Regions from separate parts of the Hordeum vulgare genome. Here region 1 is linked to region 2. A link is a contact called in public Hi-C data. All regions are on one chromosome and are shown on one strand. The core of a region is the stretch at or near the end of the contact, and the rest is flanking DNA. Distances in the headings are between cores, read along the strand shown.

Region 1 (4,415 bases), core at 444-2,943, 570 kb before region 2:
GAATTAGAGCTGCAAAAAATCCAATACATTACTTTGTGGGAAAGAATATCCCTAACCATAAGAAAAAAGGTAAATGGACAATTCCTTGAAATGATTAAATAATTTGTGAAGCGTCTCTAGAGTAAAATGGCGCTATTAATGCTGCCACCTAAAATTCCTTGGTCTGAAAATGAAATTCCGGTGCGATAACAAGTGAGGGTCAAGGTAAACTTCAGGGAACAGATAGAGGAATATCTAACCTTGGAATCCGCGCACAAGTCTCTGACGCACATGCAATTGCATTCAGTTTCCCACACCAAGCAACAGCGCTGCAATTGAAAGATATAATTTACAAGTTTCAGTTAACCGTGGGGCAAATTGGACTAGGCGCACTATCCTAGCGATTTAGACAGATATGTCAACAAGGAAAATGTGCATGAAACTAGAGCTTTAAAAATATGAAACCTAAAGCTGGTATATGGTAATCCACATTTCAGGTCAAACCAATTAAAGAGCGCACCCATTGTTCCTGAAACCATGAAGAAGCACGCAGAATTGTAAAGGTTTAGCATACCGACTGTCTACGAAGTTATTACCAAGACATGGGAATAAATGTGCACTCCAACAAGAAAGACACTCCACAAAAGATTACCAAATTTAACTAAGCAGTTCCACTTCCAGCCTAGTGTGGCGGTATCACCACCTAGCAATTTCGGGATCACTAGCTATAGAACATCCAGTAAAACTTCACAAGATCTGTTCATGAATCGTCCAGATACATACGTGAATTTCCTGAAGTGGTTTTCATCATTTTTACCGAATTTTCTCTGGCTTGGGAAGGGCGGATTGATCTCACTAAAATTGTAACTGTAATTCTGTAAACAGTGTTTAGCCCTTCTCTAAACGAGATCATAGCATTTTAGGAGGCCACGGGAAACAAAGCAAACCCAACTCATGCACTACTTATTGTCTCCGCTACACATTTTCCTTTGTCACGAAAATAAAAACAAAGATAATGGTAGCTTTTAAGTTCATCATAGAATGACGGAGGTTCAAGGAGGCAGTGGGCGACTCAAGCGGCCACACCTGAAGTTCCTGCATAGCTCGGGCACGCGCATCTTGTGCTTGAGGCTCGCGGGGGGCTGCTTGAGGCGGATCCGGAACACGGTCGCCGGTGATGAGGCCAGCTGCGCTCCTCCGGCCGCTCCACTGCCACCTCCGCCCTCCACATCCCCAGCTCCACCAGCGCCGCCGTCAACCTCCATCGCCTCGCCCGTCACAGCCGCCTCCACAGCCTCGCCACCGCCACCGCCCCCGGCCCCACCATCCGCCCCCGCTCCGCCACCAGCGACGATGCCGTCCTGGCTCTGCTGCTGCTGCTCCTTGAGCGGCGGCGGCGACGACGCTGCGACCGCGTTCCCGCTCGCGGGCGTGGCGTTCGGTGCGGGGTTTGGGGGCGGTGTGGGGACGGGGTTAGGGTTTGGGGCGGGGGACGAAGAGGTCATAAGGACGGAGAGGGATGGGACGGGGGAAGGGGAGGAAAAAGGGGGGCGCGAGGGCGGGGGTGCTTAGGTCATTTGAAGCGACCGGCCGTCGCTGTCGCTGGTGGCGAGAGGACGAGGTGAGGGGAGGGGGGTTGGCTGTGCTCGGTGCGCCGGCGTCGCTTTCAGGTGGGTGGAGGAGGAGCTGGAGGGGGGAAGGGAGATGCGGGCGGAGGGGACGGGACGGGGGAGAGTCTGCTATTGCGAGGAAAATAATGACTTTGCGCTGGTTCAGGCTCCGCTTGTGTATTTGGTGTAAATGGAAGGTTGTGGAACAAGATCCTAGATCATCAAACTTCTATAAAGTATCTATTTGAATTATTTGCTTTGTTTATTGTTTAATAACCATATAGAAATTCGGGAACTCTACGCACCCGTTGAATGATTTTTAAAAATTATCCGTCACCTAGCTAGCCGTCGGATGTCGATCTAACGCCCCACATCCCCGCCGCATGGTGAGTAGTTATTTCCTGAAACGACGCTCGAGTTGCGAAAACTTTCGCTTTGTTGCAAGAAATAAACTTTGGATCCGTTAATTTCTGAAACAACGATCGAGTTTCATAAACAATTTGCTTGTTGCAGAAAAAAAATCGTCTTTCTGTAACATAGGTATTTTTACGAAAGAATTTTTTGCAACAACGGTCGAGTTTCAGGAAATTTTGCAACGAAAGTCACGTTGCAGCCGGGATCCATGCTCAACGGAGAGTCGGACGCGCGAGCAGGGACGCATCTCCAGCGAGGCAGAGAAGCTCCCCGGCGGCGGGAGCTCGTCGGCGTCCGCGCCGCACACCTCCTCGTTCGCCGCGCGAGGTGGGGATCCGGCGAGGGGCTGGATCTCGTCGGCGAGGTGGGGATCCGGCGAGCTGGCGAGGACCGACGGCGGCGACGGTTCGCCGGACTCCGGCAGGCTCGTCCCCCGGTAGCAGAGGAGCCGTGACGAGGAACCTGGAGTGCTCCAGCTTCAGCCCCCGTTCCTGAAACAACGCTCTAGTTTCTGAAACAATGAGCCAGTTTCGGAAAATGGTTCGTGATCGAGGCGAGATCTAACGGACGAGCAGGCGGCGGATGGATCAACCGGATCAGCCGGTGGGACGTAATCTTTTCCCATTGAAATTATATATTTGGGACATTCATGTTCCAAGGATTTTAGGAATACCAAATTTGTAAATTTTGGCCAAACAGAACAAGAGTTATAAGCATTTGAAGTTTGAATAATTTTATAATTAAAACTAAACAGAAAAATAAATTGGGAGTGTAGGGGTGGACACATGGCAGCTTCTGATTTGTCGATATCGGTTCACTTAAGTCAATCAATGCATGTGATCTAACATGGACCATCTTATGAGGATACATTGGTTGAAATAGAAGGAATATCATTGTCAACCTCCATTGCCTCGCCCGCTACGCCCGCGTCCATCGCCCCCACCCCCACCATCCCCCTCCCACCCACCCCACACACACACACATGCAACGACCGTGTCATGGATCTGTCGTTGCTGCTCTTTGAGTGGTTATGACGACAATGATGCAACTGTGTTCCCGCTCGCGGTAGTGGCGTTCTATGTGGGGTTTGGGGCGGTGTGGGGATGGGGTTAGGGTTTGGGGTTGGGGCGAAAATGTTAGAAATATGTCATAGAGTCAATAATATTGTATTATTATGTTTTCATATTCATAACTAATAGTTTATATTTTATGCTATAACTGTTATGATCCTGGGTTATGTGATTTAGTGAAAAACTCATATACACATGTGTAAGGGCATTCTCCTGCTTAAGTGTTTTGGTGATGATGACAACTCACTATGCAGGGTGTTAAGTATGCAGGTATCATATGTTAGACACAAAACGGTTAGGTATTCCCTTCAAATTGAAAAGATCGAAGACGTGTTCCCTACGTGTTTATTCTCTTTGATCGTAGGGATCCCGTACTATTAAGAAGGAATCCACATTGGAAGTCTATGGGTGAATCAATTCTTCTCACACACTTTTGCACCCATCTTGTTCTGTCGCATCATTGTGAGGGAAGCCCCTATTTTTCTAACTAACCAGTTGTACCGCTGCTATGGGCGGTTGTACCGCTTAACAGCTGGGCGGTTGTACCAGCCCTGCAACGGTCCACAACCGATCATGGCTCTATTTCACTTCGGTTGTTGGGCGGTGGTGGCCCGGTTGTACCGCTATATTAATTATAGTCGGTACTACCGGTGCTCCAAGCGGTTGTACCGCTTGGGACTTAGCCACGCCCAGCGGTCGAGACTGGTGGCACCTCAGGGCCAACTTTCTGTTTTGGCCTGGTTGTAGGGCGGTGGTTGACCGGTTATTCCGCTAATATAGGAACATCGGTTGAACCGGCGTGGCAACCGGTTGTATCGTCTAGTGTAAAATGGTTGTAGCGGTTAGAATTGGGGGGGGCTATATAAGGGGGGTTTTGTTCTTCCTCCCCCTTATCTCTTACCTCTCTCTCTCTCTCCACCATTGATGCACTGAAGCTTTCTTGCCCGATCTCCCTCCCTAGCTATCCAAACTTGTTGTCTTGCTAGGGATTGAAGGAGGAGACCTAGATCTACACTTTCACCAAAGGAAAATTGATTCCCCCCAAGTCCTTGTGTGGATTTTGTTACTCTTGGGTGTTTGAGCACACTAGAAGGAAGAGGTCACCTCGGAACCACATTCCATTGTGGTGAAGCTCTGTGGTTTTGTTGGGAGCCTCCAATTGAGTCGCGAAGAGAGCCCCAACCTTGTTGTAAAGGTTCTGTTGCCACCTTCAAGGGCACCACTTAGTAGAATCACGACACTTCACATTGTGTGAGGGCGTGAGGAGAATACGGTGGCCTTAGTGGCATCTTGGGGAGCATTGTGCCTCCACACTACTCCAACGGAGACGTATTTCCCCTCA
Region 2 (4,541 bases), core at 1,333-3,832:
GGGACGTGAGGACGTTCCACTACATCAACCGTGTTCACTAACGCTTCTGGTGTACGGTCTACAAGGGTACGTAGATCACACATCCCCTCTCGTAGATGGACATCACCATGATAGGTCTTCGTGCGCGTAGGAAAATTTTTGTTTCCCATGCGACGTTCCCCAACAACTAGAGCATAGAAGAGGAGTAAAAGAATCCTACTCTCCGATATATAACTAGACACAAACTAGTTTTTCACTAGACTCGACTCAGGCAAGTTTGATCAATCATGGAGGCTCCTAGGGCGCTACTGCTCTGATACCAACTTGTAATGCCCAAGATGCGAAACACATCTCGTCGTTTCGCAAGAATGTACATCATTACAAGTACATGTAAAGAAGATATGAGTATATGGAACTGGCTTACACTCGCCACAAGCTAATCATGAATCATGATCATCTCAGTACAAACATACATTTAGTCACCATTCAGAAGAGTAGGGTCCGACTATGGACAAAATCAAATGATAAAAACGACGTCCATCCTTGCTATCCAAGGCCGCCGGCCTAGAACCCATCCTATGATTGATGATGATGAAGAAGAATAAACTCCAAATAGAACAATCATCACGCTTACATGAAAGTATCGATTTATGTGTACCTCCAACTATTGTCGTAGTAATCTATGAGCGACAAGGACTCAATAAACTCATTTCCAAAGGTTTCAAGACTAGCAAAGCTTAATGGGTTAGGTATGGTTAAGTGGTGAGGCTTCAGCAAGCACTAAGCATTTATGTGAGTGGCTAACTTACGAGTATCAGAAGTAAAAGGGGGGTGATCTACACATACAGATATGAACTAATCATGATCACGAAGTGGCCCTGAACACCTACTTACATCAAACATAACCCCACCATGTCCTCTTTCGGATGCAGAAGCCACGAGAAGAGACAGTCATGGTTACACTCATAGTTGGCATATTTTAATTAAGTTTACTTCAAGTTTGCTATGACCGCGTGTTAAACAAAGTTTCCAAGTTGCCACATAACTGCGAGCACAACTCCCAGAAAGATTTAACACTGCAGGGGTGCTCCAACTTGTCTATCACAAACTACCACAAGTTGCGTGGAATAAAACTCAACCACGGAAAATCCGTAGTCTCCTCGAAAATTCCGATGGACATCAACCTCGAGATAGCCCAAAGTATCCTCGGAATCCTGCGCACAAGACGTTCGAGAAAGGTAAAATAAATCCAGCAAGTCCGTCCGACATGCCGACGAACCCGATAGGAGCCATGTATCTCGTTCTCAGGGCACAATCGCATGAGCTAGTGTATAACGGCCTCATAGAAATCACCCGAGTTGCCCCGGGTTGGCCCCGCACAGTGCTCTATTTAGGACCAGCACCATCATCATTGGCCCTCCCTGTATTATGTTGAATTACTCCTCGGGTTCATGACGCGCTATGTTTTAATAACGGTGTTCATTATTATTATGTTGTGCAAATGTAGTACCAAGTTAGGCCTTGCTATAAGAGTTTTATCCCAAAATGAAAATCAAGGGGGGGCCCATAATAACCCCAAGCATGTTAGGAGCGCTCAAATATGGAACATAACACCGGTACACAAGTAACTAGGGCGGCAAAGATGGAACAAAACATCGAGCTAGAAGGCCAAGCCTTCCACCTTTTACCAAGTATATATGTGCATTAAATTAAATGTCAATAATATGGTGATATTCAAAAGAATATCCATGTTGGCACATGAAAGCAATTGCACCTGCAACTAGCAACGCTATGAGAAGGCTGAGCAAGCGGTAACATACTCAAACAAAGGTTGTTGGGATGTGGAGGGGTTAGAAGCTTTTCATGGCAATGTTTTGAGGCTTGACATAATAGGTGGTAAGCAGCGAGACATAGCGATAGAAACAAGACAACTAACATAGCAATGATGGTATTGGTATCTAGGGAAATGATCATCTTGCTTGTGATCCCGCTTGCAAGAAGAACGAATCCGTGAAGTAGACGAGTCAACGTAGTCGAACGAATCCCCACACCCCGAAGCGGTTTCTAAACTATATCGATAAGAAACAATCCAAAAACAAACAATCAACACACGATAAACACCACAACATATACATGACATGATGTGCAAGCAATTATGATGCATGTCCAATTAAATAAACAAGGCATGACAATCACAACAATCAAATACTACATATTAAATGAAGCTCAATATGCAATGAGTTGCATATTGACGAAACTTCATATTTGACTTACTTAGTTCACTCCCGTTTAGGTACATGATAATATTAAATGTTATTTAACATGGATGGTCGTAGCATAAGGTGAGGAAGGAATTAAGCAACTTTAAATGGAGAAGGAGAACATAGATATAACAAATAATAACTCTCCATATTAAGAGAAATAGAGTTGATGTTGTTTTAACTAAACAGTCCTTCTTGAGTTTCTATCGCTATATGAGGTGTTTTTTTAGGCTTGGCCCAAGGCCCGGCCCGTCCTGAGTTTTGGCCAGGTATAGTCGTGGGTATACGTGAGGGCGAGAGATATACGGAAATACGTCGTTGCCCTTTTTCTTTTGACCAGAAAACTGGGACAGCCGTTCGATTAAGAATGAGTGGAAGGGGATCACGGATGGGAGCACGGGACCATCGGGACGGGAGCAGGCAAGCGGCGGCGGCTGATTGATTCCCACGCGGCGCGGCGGCGGCGCGCGGCGCAGCGGCGGCGGATCGAATCCTGGTGGCGCTTCTCCTGCGCGGAGGCTTACAGCGCGAACCATCGGCTGCTTGCGACGGGAGCGGCTGGCGGAATCAGGGGCCAGGGAGGAGCGCAAGCAGCGACGGATTGATCTTGGTGCGCTTCCAAGTCACGGCAAGCAGCGAAGGTCCTGTTCGTTCTTCAATCAAGGGAATATAGGAGGCTGGTTTTGATCGGCGGCGGCCACACCTGGGCAGCGCGAGTCCGCCGCAGAGGCTTACAGCGCGAATCACATTGGCTGCTTGCGACGTGAGCGGCTGGCGGAATCAGGGTCCAGGGAGGAGCGCAAGCAACGGCAGCAACGACAGATTGATATTGGTGCGCGTCCACCTCACTGCAAACAATAAGGTTATGTTCGTTCTTCTCCCCTAATCAAGGTTGGAGCAAGCAACATTATCTGTACGAGTCTGGTTTTGGTCGGCGGCGTCTACACCTGGACGACCAAGAGACATACACAAGATGAACTCAGTGACAGAGAGCGGACTGAACTCGGTGATAGAAAGTGGGTTGAACTCAGTAATAGAGAGAGGATTCTTCAGTTTGGTAGATGAACCATTGGTGATAGGATCGATCGACTCCCTGCTCGGTAAGCTCAACTTCACCACCAAACTGAGGAAGAGGCGTGCCAAAGTAACGAAAGAACTATATCTAGAAGTGTTGAAACTAAAGAAAGGTTTCGACAATCTTGGCGGGGGACGGTTGATGGATCCATATGCCCTATTGTGGACGCAGTTTGCTAGAGATGTGGTCTTTGACATTGAAGAGTGGGCTGATGAGAAGCCGGGGGGCACAAATTCATCAAAGAGAGAGTTAACTGACCTGTTCAAGAGCCGGATCCATAATGTGTGTGAGCATTTCAGGTGGTGTGACCTTCTCGGTCCTACAGAAGATAAGTTGAAGCTTATCTATGATTTGCATAAAGATTTGCAGAGCCTTAAGAAAGATCTCCCCTATAAGTTTGGCCCACCGGTGACTCCTGAGCAGTCAGTGTGGATGGATCAAACATGTGAGCTGGTCAGCAAGGTGGAAACTTTGGTCCATCAAAAGACAACAAAGGACATGGATGAATCATGTGAAAAACTAATACAGGAGTACAAGGCCAAGATACAACAAATGCGTGATACACTCAGTACAGCCCCCATTTGCTGTCCACCGCTTTCTGAGGACAAAACCCACAACCTCATTGCTCTCAAAGGACCAATTAGTGAGCTTCTCCTGCATCTGACTGCCTCACAGACGAGGCTAAGGTGGTGTCTGTCGTCGGAAAGGAAGGCCTTGGTAAGACCACTCTTGCGAAGGAGGTATATGCAAATCTTCAAAGCAAGTTCGAGTCCCGAGCTTCTGTTACTGTTGGCAAAAACGCGTATCTGACGACCACTCTATTGGATATACTTCGTCAAGTAAAGCCACAGGGTACTGTTCCTCGCAATGGCCCGGGAGCTCCTGAAATTAACCAAGTCGTAACCGAGCTCAGGGAATACCTGGTCACAAAGAGGTATTTCTCGTTTACATTTTCATACTGTAGATAGACATATTATTGGGCTTTCATGTAGGAAGACAATGCAAAAGAGCATCACGGAATGTAGACTGAGGCTGTTGAGTAGATGTATTCACTGTGTTCTTTCTACTAATTTTAAACTGAAATCACATCGAATTAAGGACGGTTAATGTTATTTGATGCTTCACAAGATAGTCATGATAAAAAGATTATTCTTTTAGCAGTTTTTATCTCTGTATTTGTCAACCCTTTTATCCATACAGACCAAGCAATCATTTTTTTTTTGCAG

What was found. Hi-C and Micro-C count contacts between places; a contact is called where the count stands out from the background.
Region 1: a contact with region 2 is called in a Hi-C map of leaf, with 4 times the contacts expected there. The contact joins the promoter of LOC123432911 here to the enhancer-like site in region 2. A contact is called at or near these places in 5 of 6 Hi-C or Micro-C datasets (leaf and seedling) and 1 of 1 datasets of contacts at active chromatin or transcription factors (embryo).

Annotation. Positions count from the first base shown.
Region 1 is chr1H:309,600,878-309,605,292 of MorexV3_pseudomolecules_assembly, reverse strand. It overlaps LOC123432911 (mediator of RNA polymerase II transcription subunit 16), which reads right to left and starts at 1,693. Exons shown (of 16, transcript XM_045115424.1): 1 at 1,066-1,693; 2 at 240-308; 3 at 1-9. The coding sequence starts at 1,484.
Region 2 is chr1H:309,033,267-309,037,807 of MorexV3_pseudomolecules_assembly, reverse strand. It overlaps the pseudogene LOC123398785. Among protein-coding and RNA genes, the nearest start is that of LOC123432895, 76 kb to the right of the region's middle. Within about 2 kb of position 2,582, at least 3 of the 3 cell types and tissues checked have open chromatin away from gene starts, as enhancers often do. A contact at or near this core is called in leaf and seedling, where this site is marked.